Regions from separate parts of the Mus musculus genome. Here region 1 is linked to region 2. The links are chromatin contacts, called in public promoter capture Hi-C maps. All regions are on one chromosome and are shown on one strand. The core of a region is the stretch at or near the end of the contact, and the rest is flanking DNA. Distances in the headings are between cores, read along the strand shown. Region 1 overlaps Fam155a (family with sequence similarity 155, member A). Region 2 holds the start of Fam155a (family with sequence similarity 155, member A).

Region 1 (3,717 bases), core at 418-2,917, 200 kb after region 2:
ATTATAATCTTTTATAAAAATACAGCCTTGGTGACAAGGACCAGTCATTAGACAAAGTTGAGTATGCTCCACGCTCTCAGCTCATTGCCTGTAGTGAATGCAGTTTGCATCACTGAAATCTCAGTAGAGCCTGCTGCTAGTGTCTCCTTTCACTTGTGCTGATGCAATGAGCCAGAATTCAGGACTTGGATCCCTGTTGCTTCCTTACCTTACAGCTTCACTGCGTTCCAAGGCATGGCTTGAGGCATGGTACTGAGCTTCCACATTACCATTCCTGTAAGCTCGCAATGAACCTAGAAGACACCCACCTCCTGTGGTCACTTAGAGAACTGAGTTCCTCTTTTGAGAGACATGGTGCAGTGATGGATCTGGTGGGCTGGATACAGCTGAAATGCCTTATCCTTCTACTTAGGATCTGCCATGGCCCACCTCATGCTGGCTTGAAGGCCCAGCAGGGGCTCAACTGATGTTAGAAACTTTGTTTTTCCTTTAGTTCCTTTATTATGGTTCTGAAGTCTCTCCTGGTGGTGAATCCAAAGTGCAAAATGTATTTCCTTCACTAAGGTATTATTCTTAGAAAAGTATGTATGCAAATGAAGTCCTGAGGAAAGTGTCTCCAGGGAAATTGTCAGATACAGAATAGATGAATTTCCAGCACATGATGGATGACTTACCTCGCAGCCCTGACATGTTGTCTTTTTTATATTTTCAATATCAAATCTTACAAAGCAAATGAATACTTGATCAATTAATTGATTATGAGAAGACATCAGGAAGGTTGATTAAATCACTCCAACATGTTATTACTCTGACCTAAAATATAATATAAAAAAAGACAAGCTCCCTCCTTGGTTTTCCACAGTTGAAATTACATGTACTCATATTCAAACAGCCTTGCTTTCCACAGTTGATCTCTGGGCTCTGTCAATATTATCCTCTTATAGTTTTAGTTTTATTCTACCCCCTAATACTGTGGTACTTGGTGGTTGAGATATCAGTCTTCATAAACTCCAACACCATGTAAACATGTCTTCTTCTCTTGCAGAAAGATCTGCCAATTATAATTTTAAACAATAGCCTTCTTTGCTCACCAGGTAATGCCACAATAAATAAGGCCAAGAAATTTATAAATATTTAAATAGCCCAATAGTCTAATACCCCTGGAGATAAAATATGTTCCCACGAGGATGTTTGATCAGAATCAGTTCAAAACAACTATAATAAAAGAGTAAGTTGGGTGATAATTTTCAAATATTTGTATACTTGACACATATGTATTAGGTGATAACTGCTTTTCTCAGACACTAAAGAAATTTGTGTAAATTGTTAGGGAAATAAAAACTAACAAACACACTGACTGCCATGCTGGTCTGGCATGGACATCTGTGGTCACGGTGAAGGCTGGAGTGCTGTTGGGAGAGTTTCTTAATGGACTTTACCAGCACAATCTCATCTGACTTTTAAAGCTTATGATGTGGGGTTGTGGTAAGGACATTGCCTTCAGAGCAAATACAAGGAGCAAACGCAGAAGTGACAGCCTGTGTCACTAAACTGGAAAGTTTTGAGAGGCCCCTTCAGGATTCAAAACATGCAGGGTCTGTGTTCCTTTTAGAAGCATCCAGCAATGTTCCATGAAGCACGAAAGACAGATGCACTTGCCTGTGCCTTGCACATCCACTGAGCCACCATCTGGTCCCTAGCAAAAATATGACATAAATTAGGCAGGTTCCCTCCTCCATGTGGACAGCCATCTCTTCCCATTGCTCCTCTCAGAAGAGGGACAAGCCTTGTTGGGAACAAGATCTAATCAAAAATCTGCTCTGAGAATGACCAAAGCATGGCTCTTTATTCATGTTCTGCTTTGAAGAAGAATCCATATTGTGTGTACAGAAGCCAGGTTCTCGGCTTCCAGGTGTCCCTGTGTCTTCCATTTGAGAACTGGTTCTGATGTTTTTCCACCTGTGATGTCACCTGATCCCCCACCATGCACCTCACTCAGGTCCAGCTCTCTGTACAGTCTGTTTCCATCTCCGCCTTTTTTCTTTTCTGCTTCCTTGTCCCAGAAAGTTTTTCTCTAGGATCTCCCACTGCTGCCTTACAAGTCATCTGCTTGCAATTCCCCAGGAAGGTCTTCCCCACAGTAGACCCTCTGCTACATGTCTTGTCTTTGTCAGACCTGCTGTCTTTTCTCAGAAGTGCATACCATTGTCAGGCAATGCCTCATCTCTTTCATTATCCATTGCTACTGTCTGGCGACTCTCTTCTCCCTATGCTCTAACAGGTACCCCAGGATTCACCCCACACAAGGACATCTCCTGCCTAGGCACATTTGCATAGCAGCCCTTTGGGCAGTATCCACATGTAATCAGCACTGGTTAAGTGCTTTTTAAATGGTGATTATGTGAGTGAGTAAATCAACGGAAGGAAACTCCCCATCTATGCTACACAGCTGGAGCCCTCTAGTCCACAATAATGTTTAGCCTACAAAATGGAACCCAGAGCTTCAACTACTGTCAATGCTTTGCTTAGGTAGCTTCCGGTGATATATAAACATATACTTTGCAGCATTGTGTATTCATACGGCTTCATGCCTGCACTGGTTTCTATGACAACCCTAACAAGGGAGGAAGATACACCAGTAGGATGGCGTGTTTGAGGAAAGTTGAGTTTGTGCACAGTGAGAAGTAAGGCTGTCATTCATTCCCTTTGTCTGCATGCAGAAATCTGGGTTCCCTGGCACTGTTGTTAAATGTGTGGTTATGATATCTTTGTCAAAAATCAGGTAACTACAGTTTTGTGGAATTGCATATGGGTCCTCTGGTCTATCATATGGATTAATGTGTCTGTTTTTGTGCCAGTACAACCAAGCTGTTTTAATTACTATGATTCACTAGTATAATTTTAAATGGGTGTGGTGATACCTCCTATGCTATTCTCTTTGGTCAGGATTGCTTGCCTGTCTTTCTGCCCCCATAGACATTTCTGGATTTGTTTGTGTGAGGCAGATGAGAATAAATGAGGTGGGCACAACGAAATGGCCTACTGTGTGCTATTTAATATGAACAGTAGATGTCTGGATCACTGTGCAATTCCTTCTCAAAATCTTGATCTGTGACACAGGGTTTGCCATTCAACCATCTGAAGAACGTTGCTGCAAACCTGCCTGAAAACTGAAGGCAAGAAAATGGCTCCAAGGGAGCCAAACGGGCCCAGCACACCCAGAAGGAATGTCTCCTGACAGGAGGGAGGCTCATGCAGGAGTGGCCCTACATTGCTCACTGGCTGAAGGGTCAAAGGGTAGAAAGCAGACCAGACCAGTTGGCTTTCCTCATAGGCAGCACTGTAGCACAACTGGGCTGCTGGAGAACTGGACAGACATTTACTTCTCTGGAGCAGGAGCAGATACTTTGAACTAGCAGCTAAGTCTATAGCCATACCATCCTGAACACACCTGATTTCATCGTATCTTGGAAGCTAAGCAGGGTTGGGCCTGGCTAGTACTTGAATGGGAGACCCCTATGAACACTTGGTTCTGGGGAAGGGTGGGGGTGTGGGGAGAAAGACAAGGAAGAAAAATAAATGGTAGTCAAGAATCAGGTTTGTACCTGTTATTTGGCTGTGGTTTGAGACTTGAAATTAGCAGAAAACTTTTTTTTTATTTCATTTTTTTATTAGGTATTTTCTTCATTTACATTTCCAATGCTATCCCCAAAGTCC
Region 2 (3,328 bases), core at 438-2,937:
TCTGTCTTTTCCTTCCTGGAACTCCTAGAGCCAACACTAAGGGGCACCAGAGCCTTGGACTGTAGTGCCAGCTTGGAGGGCGCTGCGGAAGTTCCAGCGCAGAGGAGCCCACCCAGCGGGGCTGGGCAGCAGGCACAGTGAGCAGATGCCTCAGGGTCTTAGGGGTCCTCTGCAGGAATCCTCCAAGATTAGGGCCCCCACTCAATGCTGGTGAGGTGTACTGCAGTGCTGGTGCTTCCCTGGAGCGGGGAGACCTTTTGTTGCCGCTTACTTTGGAGGAGAAAGCGTGGTCAGACATGGAGTACAGTGTGGTCACAGCTGCAGCACACACACAGTGTCGGTTAAACAGCACCGTGTAGGCAGACACACAGATGCACACACCCCGCATCCTTTCTGACCCATAAAACCGATTTAGGACAAAACCCAAACGCAGTGGAGCTCTCTAGAGACTCAAAAAGCGTTCAGACTGAGCCTGCAAAGTCACCTCGCCCCTCCTCTAATCAGCCTCCTCTTGCAGAAGATTGTCTAGCGAGGGAAATGATACCCAGTCCCTAGTCCCCAACAGGGACCTCTTAGCTGCCCTCTGGTGTCTGGGACTTGTCCCCTAGACAGCGGGGTCCTAAGGAGAAGCTGAAGACCCAGGTCAGCAGCCTTGGCCACTCGGCCCACGTCTTGACTCTGAAATAAAAAGTGGGGAGGGATCGCAACCCCTGGGCAAAAGCCTGGGTGTACAGGACCCGGAGGGGGCGGTGGACAGCGGGTCTTCAAGCTGCCGGGGCGCGTCTTCGTCCTCCGCCCCGGGCCAAGCTGCTGTCACTGCACCAGGATGGAGAGACCTCGGGGCGGGAGGAGATGACGCAAAATCCAGCGCTCCCCCCAAAAAAGTGTGCCTCCAGGACGAAGATGGCGGCAACTTAGCCCGGGGACTGAAGATGACTGTGGCCTCGGGAGGCCCAGAGCAGGCGACTCGGCCCCCGGCGGCGCCCGCGGGCAGACCTGCAGCGGCCGCGGCGACAGTCGGAGCGCGGGGTGGGGGGTGGGGGGGAGGGACAGCCCCGCCGGCGGCCGCCCAAGCTCGGGGCGCGGGGAGAGCCAGCGCGAAGTAGGCGCGGGAGGCGGAGGAGAAGCCAGCGACGGAGAGGAAGGAGGAGGAAGAGGAGGAGAAGAGGAGGAGGAGAGGAGGAGGGGAGGCGCTCCGGTCGCCGTCAGTGGGCAGCAGAGACGCGGCATGCCCCTGGCAGGGGAGAGCGGGCTGTCCTCAGCTGGGCCATGGGGACCCGCGCGCTGACAATGCCGGGGTGATAGGAGCAGCGCCAGCCACCCAGCCACCTCCACCACCATCACCTCCCGCACTCAGCCTCCCCACCGGCCAGCACAGCACCAGCCTCCGCGTCTCTCTCTCTCTCTCTCTCTCTCTCTCTCTCTCTCTCTCTCTCTCTCTCTCTCTCTTATTGTCTCCCACTCTTCAAGGGATGGGGTCGGCTGATGCTTAGGTCGGAAGCAAGATCTTCCTCCAAAGTATGGTAATATTTATGTAGGGAGAGAGAGAGAGAGAGAGAGAGAGAGAGAGAGAGAGAAGAAACGGGAGGAGGGGATACGGAAATTAAACCCTTTAAGTCAATGCATATTGTGGTGACACCGGCACAGGAGCCCTCACGGTGGAGTCGGCCAGGGCTGTGCGTTCCCAAAATATGACCAGGGGTGCTTGGATGTGTCGGCAGTATGACGACGGCTTAAAAATCTGGTTGGCAGCACCCCGGGAGAACGAGAAACCGTTCATCGATTCAGAGCGGGCTCAGAAATGGCGACTGTCTCTGGCTTCTCTCTTGTTTTTCACAGTCCTGCTCTCTGATCACTTGTGGTTCTGCGCCGAGGCCAAGCTGACCCGGACCCGGGACAAAGAGCATCACCAACAGCAGCAGCAACAGCAGCAACAGCAGCAGCAACAGCAGCAACAGCAGCAGCAGCAGCAGCAGCGACAGCAGCAGCGGCAGCGACAGCAGCAGAGGCAGCGACAGCAGGAGCCCTCCTGGCCCGCGCTCCTGGCCAGCATGGGGGAGTCCTCGCCCGCCGCCCAGGCACACAGACTCCTCTCCGCCTCCTCGTCCCCCACCCTGCCCCCCTCCCCGGGAGGCGGCGGCGGCAGCAAGGGCAACCGAGGCAAGAACAACCGGAGCAGGGCTCTTTTTCTAGGAAACTCTGCCAAGCCGGTGTGGCGCCTAGAGACTTGTTACCCCCAGGGCGCCTCCTCCGGCCAGTGCTTCACCGTGGAGAGCGCGGACGCTGTGTGCGCCAGGAACTGGAGTCGGGGGGCGGCCGCGGGGGAGGAGCAGTCGTCCAGGGGCTCTCGGCCAACTCCGCTGTGGAACTTGTCGGATTTTTACCTTTCATTTTGTAATTCCTACACACTTTGGGAGTTGTTTTCGGGGCTGTCCAGCCCCAGTACTTTGAACTGCAGTCTGGACGTGGTGCTCACGGAGGGCGGTGAGATGACCACGTGTAGACAGTGCATCGAGGCTTACCAGGACTACGACCACCACGCTCAGGAGAAGTACGAAGAGTTTGAAAGCGTGCTGCATAAGTACTTACAGTCGGATGAGTACTCGGTGAAGTCCTGTCCTGAGGACTGCAAGGTAGGCACAGCGGGTTCCTTTCCCCTTCGCTGCGGCTTTTTTTATGTTTGATTCGTTTATCTGGCTCCGGTTTTGTAAGTTTAATCATTGTTTATCTGGCTATGAGAACTTGACTTTCTGATGGAGTTGGGGACAGCTGGTAGGTTGCTGGTGGCCTGATGCCCTTCTTTTCAGAGCTCTTGGTACATCAGGGAAGTCTATCTTCTAAGATAACAAAGTCAGGGCTTGAGCTGTTTCTTCGAGCTTCGCAGTTGGCGCATACTATTCCTTTCAGGGAAATAGAGAAGGGACCAACACACGCAGGTAGCCAGAGGGAATCATTTCTCCACTTCTAACATAATCAGGTTGGTTGGTCAGAGGAACAGAAGAAAGTGTAGCTGTTAATGTAGGGAGGAAAACAGTCAAACGTACACATTTTGTGGGTTTTATGGGCTAGCTTTCATTCTTTAGTAAGTCTGAAGGCCTGTTCTCTTTAAGCTTCCTGTTTTCTCTTAGACAGCTGTGTAGTATAGGCCTGGGTGTCATAGGAGTAGAAGGTCGTAGTTAGCTATCTATTAATTGATTCTCAATGTTAAACTGGTGATCATACACCTTACGTAATTGCTTTTTTTTGCATACTCTGAAGAAATAGCAAGTGACACATCTTTGATGCTATGAGCTAAAATTCGGAGAAATAGCTAATACATTGTATTGTA

Evidence for each region. Promoter capture Hi-C pulls out the DNA fragments that hold promoters and counts their contacts.
Region 1: a contact with region 2 is called in a promoter capture Hi-C map of hippocampal neurons, with 4 times the contacts expected there. The contact joins the enhancer-like site here to the promoter of Fam155a in region 2. A contact is called at or near these places in 4 of 39 promoter capture datasets (the 3T3-L1 cell line, cranial neural crest, embryonic stem cells and 1 more), 3 of 484 Hi-C or Micro-C datasets (cerebral cortex and nephron progenitors), 3 of 115 datasets of contacts at active chromatin or transcription factors (SST interneurons, neural progenitor cells and stem cell-derived neural progenitor cells) and 2 of 9 other capture datasets (liver and pancreatic islet).

The regions. Positions count from the first base shown.
Region 1 is chr8:9,567,956-9,571,672 of GRCm38.p6, reverse strand. The region is part of intron 1 of Fam155a (family with sequence similarity 155, member A); the gene reads left to right. Among named protein-coding and RNA genes, the nearest start is that of Fam155a, 200 kb to the left of the region's middle. Within about 2 kb of position 1,667, at least 7 of the 459 cell types and tissues checked have an H3K27ac peak or open chromatin away from gene starts, as enhancers often do. A contact at or near this core is called in hippocampal neurons, where this site is marked.
Region 2 is chr8:9,769,382-9,772,709 of GRCm38.p6, reverse strand. Fam155a (family with sequence similarity 155, member A) reads left to right here and starts at 1,687. Exons shown (of 3, transcript NM_173446.2): 1 at 1,687-2,633. The coding sequence starts at 1,692.